Linked DNA regions of Sus scrofa: region 2 is linked to region 1. A link is a contact called in public Hi-C data. All regions are on one chromosome and are shown on one strand. The core of a region is the stretch at or near the end of the contact, and the rest is flanking DNA. Distances in the headings are between cores, read along the strand shown. Region 1 overlaps JADE1 (protein Jade-1). Region 2 has its middle 28 kb from the start of JADE1.

Region 1 (4,238 bases), core at 602-3,101:
GTAACATAATGTCTTTTTCAAGGAAATCTTGGTTACTCCATTTTGCTCCGGTTTTGGCTGAATCAACCCTGTGACACCCTTCTTCTTTACCTTTTTTCCCAGTGACAGTTTGTTTCAAATTAGCCAATTGGGAAGAATGTGCACCCTGACCCTATCAGTGGGAAGGGGACAGGTAAATCACCTTGTTAGGGATAAATAGGGGTTCTTTGTTCGCTGCACATGCTTTTTGGAGTACCCGTGCCCTTCTGCTGAAGAGCCTTGTCAAGATCCTCCCCATGTTCATGTGTCTCATTTTTCGACACTGATGCTCCATGTCCCCAACACCTGGGAGGAGGTGGGTGGCATAGGAGGACCACCCACCTTGGGAACTGATCTTTGGTTCAGCCACTGGCTTTGCCCTAGACATGTCTGTGTGTCTTTGCTCATGTTGCTTAATATCTCCAGTATTTATTGGACATACTTGCCTTTAAAATTAGGAAAAGTAGATTAACTTATTTCTGAAATGTTTTCTAGCACCACACTTATGATTTATGGGTTTCTTTGGGGAAGATTTCCTGTAGACATGATCCATCCTGAGACTTTTCAGCTTTAGCTTCAGAGAATACCTACTTTCCAGACCTTTCTGCTAAGTTTTGAGATTGCCTTTTGTTTCCGTGACCATAATAGCAAGACTTGTACAATTGTGATGAAATGTTTGCTTTTATATGTAATTCAGATGATGTGTAAATACTTTTTTTGTTAAGTGTGCCATTTAGGTCTTCCAGTGTAAAACATTGGGGGTCTGATTTTTTTTTTTTTTTAAACAGTACTTTAACAATTTTTGGTGACTGAACGATTGTTAGTGGTAACTGATAGTTTCTGAACAACTAGCTATAATCAAGGAACAAAGTTCCTCAAAACAGCTGCATTTAAATCTGTGCACAGTGTAATTGTCATTAGCTGTTTGAGTCTGGTTTCTGCAGAAGCTGCTTTGTATATCCTGTGTAAGAACATCTGGTTTGAGCATTTAAAAATCTTTTAAAATTACCCTGTAGGCACTTTGCATTTATTGGCTTATTCTTCCAAGGGTGGAATAAGGGGTTGTAGACTCCTTTGCCATCCTTATCCCTACCTTGGTGCATTCAGAAACTATCTCCTGCTGTTTCTTTCTAAAGTGTTATTTATTGAACTTTGAGTTTGACCTGAAGATTTGCATGAATGTGTTACAAATTAGAATTTGGTTCAGAGACCCAGGAATGGAACACAAACTTCTGATTTCAGGGAAATGCTTTGGAAAAAACTTTATTTTCATATATTCTGAATAGATTGGTCTTATCTTAGTTTTCTCTGGTAAATTGTCAAAAAAAAGTGTGAAAATAGGACCTTAAGGGCAAGTAGCTTTATCACTCATGAATTCTGAGTGATAGCACTGTGTTAGGGAGGATTCTGAAGTCATGTCTGGGCTTGTGGAAAAAGAATGACCTAATTTATTAACCATGTCTGCCATGGGTAAAGGAAATTGTGTATTTGGTAGCCATCTCTGGAATGCAGCTTTTTTTTTTTTTTTCCCCCGAAATAATACTGCTTTTGAAATGGGTAGGAAGTTGAGTATTTATTCTTTAGAGGTAGTTTAAACCCTAGTTTTCCTGACCGGTTTTAGTTTCTTTTTTCCTACTGTATATACTTTAATATTTTTAGTGACCTCTTATTGGCATTGGCTATTCTTATGTTTGGAAACTTACTTTTTTTTTTTTTTTTCTTTTTCTTTTTAGGACTGCACTGTGGCATATGGAAGTTCCCAGGCTAGGGGATCAAATTGTAGCTGCAGCTACTGGCCTTTGCCACAGTTACACTGGATCCACTCTGCATCTGTGACTTAGGCTGCAGCTTGCAGCAGTGCCGGATCCTATTAACCCACTGAGTGAGGCCAGGGGTCTAACCCTCATCCTCATGGATACAAGTCCAGTTCTTAACCCTTTGAGCCACAATGGAAACTCTTAGAAACTTAGTTTTGAAGTAAATAATGAATGAGTGATAATAGCATTTTATGGTATTATCCTGTTACCGTTTCTATTTTTTTCTTCCTGTGCTGTTTCATCAGGTGTTTCTAAACAAGACAAGCCTTTGATCCCCACCTCAGGAAGGAGGTGGAATATATGTAGTTTATTGGCGGCTGCTCTTTTTAGGCTGGTGCCTGCACAGGGCCAAGAAGTTGTGCTCTTAGGGTCTTCTACAATGTGAAGAGCAGGGAAGAAATATTTTGGATTTTAAATCTTTACTATTTTAAATAGTGTGGTACACAATCGTGGTAAAAAACTAAACCATGCAAAAGGTCATAGAGAGAAGTGAAGTTGCCACCCTACTCTTTCTGACTGTAGTTAATTTCTCAGAAGTAAACACTATCAACTTTAATGCTCCTCCAGAAATTTTCCATGAGTATGCAAGCCGTTGGTTTATGTTTAATATGTAAATGGGCTGATACTTCATTTTTTCCCACCTGCAGCTTGCTGGTGTTTCTTGTTATATCTTTGATATCTTCGTACCTGAGCATATAGATCTAACAGAGAGGAATTCTGAGTAGATGGAGATAGGGATAGAAGTTCAAGATTGGAGGTCATGGTGCCCGATTGCCTATTTATTGTTTTGGGATGAATTCATTTACTCCCGTGTAAAGGGAAGTTAACAAAAATACAAATAATTTCAAATACATTCCAAATACAAATAATTGGAATATTTTGTCATGACTGCTGTCCGGTTGCTGACTCTTATTTGAGTCATCAGTTACAGAGACCTGGAAGGGTTTAATAGATTGTTTTAGGGTTTATAAGCAAAGATTGGATTATTTATAAATTGGCAAGTGGAAACTGCCTATGATTCATTCAGAACCACTCACACAAATTCCTTAAAATAATGAAATAGTCTTTAAAACAATGGTGTTAGATTAACTTGTGAACAATTGATTGATTGATTGATTGATTTTGTCCACACCTGTGGCACGTCTAAGTTTCTGGACCTGGGATTGAACTGTCACCATAGCCTCGATCCAAGGTACTGCAGTAATAATGCTGGATGCTTAAGCTGCTCAGCCACAGAAGAGCTCTGAAAAAATTATTTTATTGACTTGTAAAGTCTGAGTTAAAACATAATTTATAAGGAATTTATGGTGAATTAATGTGTTCTAGCACTTGGATTGTATTGGTTACATTCCTAGAAGTAAATATTGCAGTTACGATTATCTGGTCAGTTTTTATAATCTTTTCTTTTTTGGGAGAACTGGTTATTTATTTCTAATATAAACTTTTCAGCTGAATATTTTCAAGTATGATATCTTTGCAAAGGCTCTGTAGTAGCTTGGGTAGTATTTCCTTTAAACAAATTTTGATGTTTGACATTATAAAGGACACATTTAAAGGTTCTGTATTTCTGGGTTGAAATATTTAGACAAGGTTAAAACTTTAACACTTGAGATTTAAGCACTTTGTCAGTTAAATCAAATCTATGACTATCTTTATACCAGATATAACCCTTTGGTTAAAGTGAGAAATCTGGGTTTGAATTGTAGTCATACTAGTATTTTTAGACTCTGAGCATATGATTTAGATAATGATGTCAATTTAAAAACTTACTGTCTAGGTGATTAATGTTTACTTTAAAAACTAAGGTAAGAAACCAGCTGGATTTCCTTCACCTTCGTTTAGGAACAGGAGATTACTAAAGTATAGGTCATTATCATATTTACATACTTTGTTACATTGGGTACTTACTGTATGCTCCATAGAAGACTGATTAAGAAAACATAAATCTTTTCTTGTGGGAGAGGCAGTCGTTGCTGACCAATAATTTAGGAATCAAATTATCAGTTGCTTAGTGTTTAGGAATAACATGCATATAGTGTGAACTTAGCAAACAGAAACATTTCACTATAAAATACTTTTATCTTTAAGGTACATTGGTGTCTGAAAATACATTCTTTAATGCACATTTTTTTCCTTTTTTTTTTAGCTGCACCCGTAGTGTATGGAAGTTTGCAGATCAAGGATTTGAGTCCGAGCCACAGCTGAAACCAATGCTGATCCTTTAACCCACTGCACTGGGCCAGGGATCAAACCTGCACCTCCACAGCAACCCAAGCCGCCGCAGTCAGATTCTTAACCTACTGCATCACAGTGGGAACTCCTAATACACATTTTTGTGTTAGACATTTTCTAAATACATTTTAAAATATTGTACATTTAAGTATTAGATTATTAACTTTGACA
Region 2 (4,426 bases), core at 699-3,198, 330 kb before region 1:
CAGTAAAGTAGGTTAGTTAAGGTATTTGTTACAGAGCCCTATTATCTAGCTATGTTTTCCAGCCTTGCCATTTACTAGCTACATGACTTCAGACCCCTTACTAAACACTTCGGTGCTGCCATTTTCCCAGCTGTGAAAAGAGAATGGTGGTATCTCCAACCTCAGAGGAGGGTTGAGGGGATTCATTGAGTTAGAATACTTAAAGCACTGAGAACAGTTCTTTGCAGTAGCAAGTGCTTAACAAATGCTAGCTGTTGTTATTAGCTCAAAAGTTCATGAGTTACCTGTAATGAATGAAACTGAATGGTCTAGTAGTCGTCAAATAATTTCACTTTGGTTGGTCTGCATGTCCATGCTTGCTAATGGTATGGTTAGGAGATTTTAAACTCTAGACAACTATACTCAGTTGATGGCTACTTAGAGTTATAATTTCCTAGAGACAGTAGGAGGCAGAGTAGCTTAGAGCATTGGGTTTATTCAATTTGAGCTGTTAAGAGCATTGGGGTTAGAGTCAAACAGCTTAGTCAAATACCAGTTCTATTACCTATGTTGCCTGTTGGTGGTTTCGTTCCCTCATCTATACAATGGAGATAATTTCTCACAAGATCATTGTAAGGACAATGAATGTGAATGTGTGGAACATATACTAAATACAACTGTCGAGCGTGAGGAGAGGAGGGATTGATTGATTGTGGGTCAGACCTATATGTGATCAGTTTCCTAGCAACAAGTGATTGGAGAGGGGGATTTGCTCAGGGTGGCAGGCATCCAACAGCAAAGGGGAATCACTCAGTCCCTTTAAACTTAAAGAATGTTGAGAGAAATTACAAAACTCAGAAGGGCAATTTGTTGCTGTCAGTATTATAAGTGTGAGGGTGGACAGTTTAGTTCAGATGAATCATTATGAATTTGTTCCGTCTCATCCAGAAATTCTGCTTACATAAGATGGGGCAACATTAGCAGAGAAAAGAAGGCAAAGGACCCGGTCTTCTTACTTCTGGAAATAGTGAAGGTGGCTCTGCTATCCCAGGGTTTAGTCATTGTTACAAAATTCTCAAATGGTAGTGGTTATAAATCTCAAATGTGGATTTTGTTAAAAGTATATCTTCCAAAGTCTCATCTGCAGAAATTCAGTAGCTTGTCACTGTAGCTCTGGGAATCTGCTTTTTTTCAGATTTTCTAGATGCTTCTAATGCAGGTGGTTAGAATACACTCAGAAAGATGACTCTAGTGAGACTGGGCAGAGTAAATTCCCCTGCAGAAGGCAGCTGCCCCATTCACTGGCATTTTCCCCAGCATGATGGTCTGCTTCTGGAAAGGCAGAAACAAACAAACAAAAAATCCAGTTTTGCTTTATTTAGAGCCAAAGAACTATTTAATAACCTATGCTCTTTGTTAATTATTTCTCATAACACTGCACAGAAGACAATATTAATTCCATTTGACACAAGAGGAATCAGGGACATGAGAAAGATTTCTTAGGGGTGCAGTGTGGTTTGGTGCAAGCATGAATTATGGGCAAACATTACACAGGTCCTTCAATTTGTCCCTAGCCATCTGGGTATTGCTAAACACATCTGTTCCTTCTCCTGGAGATGATGCTCCAGTGCTGCCACATGATTTAAATTATGTCAAGAGAGGGAGTTCCGTTTGTCCACTTGTCTGGTGCATGGGGATGGCTCTGGGGAGACTTGGTTTGCTGTGTGATTGGCGTTCATTCAGCGTCTGGGTATTTAACTCTGAATTTTGATTTGGGCACTTGCCAGGTATGATATTCTGCCAAGGCCTTTCCAGTCTGTTCTCTGCTGTTTTGCTCCTGAAGATTTACAGCTAATGAAGGGATAAAGAAAGGTCACGGTGAGAGGCGGCAGCATGTGGTAGTGACTCATGGTCTGGCCTGGTGAGGAGCCAGTTTGGGTGGAACGTTCTACGAGCTGCTGCCCTTGTTTGCATGTGGCTCTCTGCCACAGGCCTGCAGGAAGCAGTTTCTCGCCTGTTGCTGGTCAGAGGGAGGGCCAGGTCATTCTCCCCATCCCTGTTGTTATGGACTCAGCTCAGGCCAACGAAGCCTGGTGGCCATTTGACAAAGAAGCCTACAGAGTAGGAGCTCAGGAGCCAGGGGGATGGGCCAGACCTGGGAGATCAGCCACAGACACCAGCTAGGGGCATATTGATAGCAGAGGCTGGGGAAAGTCAGGGGAATGCTGCTACTGGCAAGCAGGGTTTCTCAGCCTTGGCACTATTGTCATTTTGGACCAGATAAGTCTTTGCTGAGGGCAGGAGAACTGTGCTGTGCTTTGAAGGATGGTTAGCAGCACCCTGGCTTCTACCAATCAGATGTCAGTAGCACACCGCTATGCCTCTCCTTTGCCCTCAATTAATGCAATAAGTAAAGTCTCCAGACATTGCCAGATGTCCCCTGGAGGCAAAATAACCCCTGGCTGAGAACCATTATGGTATGGTTGAATCCCAGTCATGTGGCCAGTGTTAAGAAGATCCATCTTTCACCTTGTTTTCTTCATCATCCTTAAAATTTATTGAGCACTTACTATGTGACAGGTACTCTATTTTGCATTTGTTATTTCATTTAATCCACATAACATCCTTGGATGAAGAAAACTGAAGTTTATAAGAGTAACTTGCCCAAGGTCACACAGCTGGTTTTTGGGGCTCAAGCACAGGCATAGATGCCTCTTCCTCACCTTGTTGCCACATGTAATGGAACCATAACATGGGAGTCTTTGAGAAATGGTGGATGCAGGATATAAGCTGGGATGCAGGATATAAGGGGGTCTGAAGCAGGTCCTCTGCTTCAGGTCTGGCATTCAGAGTTATAGCTATAAACTCTGTGGAGATGATTAAGGGCTTAAATAAACTTGAATGCCAGGTAGGTGATTCAGATAGAGATCCAGCTACTGGAAATTAGATGCAGGTTGGGGCTTGACCACAAGTAAACTTCTGCCTGTGCCCAGTTGTTGTCACCTATCTGTTCAGGACACCTGATCCCCAAGATATGATAGCTGATGTGAGCCCAGATATACCTTTTTCATTTCAGATACTGTCCATTGGACTGTGGTCTCCTGCCCCAACCTCCGTGCCTTTCTTAGGGATCAACACTTTGCCAGAATCCCTGCTTCTGCTTACTTCCACCTCCTTGTGCTAGAGGCATGTCTGTTGAAATTACTGGCCAACACGAGGTTGCCTATCATCTATAGCCCACTAAAGATCCTGTGGCATGGCAACTAAAGCTGGTGGTATCTCTGTTTTATGTAAAATACTTATAGTTTGTGGAAACTGATGATTCTGAATCAAATGCCAATAGTCAGAGTCAAACGTGGGAAGGCTTATTGGGCAAAAACTTCATTTCTAAAAGAAAGGGCCATAGCTTCCTTTAAGGTGTTCTCGATTCCTCAGTATCAAAGGCACCAGGTGAGGATGAGGAAGATATTACTTGAAACCCAAATAAGCCTCCCCAGGGGGCCTTTTTTTCCCATTTTTAAAAAGTTTTATTGAAGTATAGTTAATTTACAATGTTAATTTCTGTTGTACCACAAAGTAATTCAGTTATACGTGCAGACATATCCATTCTTTTTCAGATTCTTTTCCCACATAGATCATCACAGAATTTAGGGTAGAGTTCCCTGTGCTATACAGCAGGTCCCTGTTGGCCAATCACTCCATGTATCACAGTGTGCATATGCCAATCCCAACCCCCCAATTCATCCTTCCCCCAATACCTGTCCACTTTGGTAACCATAAGTTGGTTTTCAATGTCTAAGTCTGTTTCTGTTCTGCAAATAAGTTCATTTGTATCCTTTTTTTTAAGATTCCACCTATAAGTGATATCATATGATGTTTGTCTTTCACTGACTAACTTCACTTAGTATGATAATCTCTAGGTCCATCCATGTTGCTGCAAGTTGCATTATTTCATTCCTTTTTTGTGTGTGTGTGCTTTTTTAGGGCTGCACCCACAGCACATGGAGATTCACAGGCTAAGGGTCCAGTCAGAGCTATAGCTGCTGGCTACAGCCACAGCCACAGCAATGCAGGATCTGAGCTGTGTCTGCGACACACACCACAGCTCATAGCAATACCACATCCTTAACCCACTGAGTGTGGCCAGGGATCGAACCCACAACCTCATGGTTCCTAGTTGGATTCACTTCCATTGCGCCACAACAGGATCTCCATTATTTCATTATTTTTTATGTCCAAGTAATATTCCACAGTATATATTTACCACATCTTCTTTATCCATTCCTCTGTCAATAGATGTTTGGATTGCTTCCATGTCTTGGCTATTGTACAGTGAACATTGGGGTGCATGTGTCTTTTAGAATTGTGTTTTTTTTCTGGATAGATGCCCAGGAGTGGGATTGCTAGATCATATGGTAGTTCTGTTTTTAGATTTTTTTAGGAAACT

What was found. Hi-C and Micro-C count contacts between places; a contact is called where the count stands out from the background.
Region 2: a Hi-C map of embryonic fibroblasts shows a contact between it and region 1, with 2.3 times the contacts expected there. The contact joins two enhancer-like sites. A contact is called at or near these places in 5 of 47 Hi-C or Micro-C datasets (embryonic fibroblasts, epiblast stem cells and fibroblasts) and 2 of 2 datasets of contacts at active chromatin or transcription factors (alveolar macrophages and skeletal muscle).

Annotation. Positions count from the first base shown.
Region 1 is chr8:96,257,999-96,262,236 of Sscrofa11.1, reverse strand. All of the region lies in intron 5 of JADE1 (protein Jade-1), which reads left to right. Among named protein-coding and RNA genes, the nearest start is that of JADE1, 300 kb to the left of the region's middle. Within about 2 kb of position 1,851, at least 6 of the 83 cell types and tissues checked have an H3K27ac peak or open chromatin away from gene starts, as enhancers often do. A contact at or near this core is called in embryonic fibroblasts, where this site is marked.
Region 2 is chr8:96,590,168-96,594,593 of Sscrofa11.1, reverse strand. No RefSeq gene overlaps it. Among named protein-coding and RNA genes, the nearest start is that of JADE1, 28 kb to the right of the region's middle. Within about 2 kb of position 1,948, at least 35 of the 83 cell types and tissues checked have an H3K27ac peak or open chromatin away from gene starts, as enhancers often do. A contact at or near this core is called in embryonic fibroblasts, where this site is marked.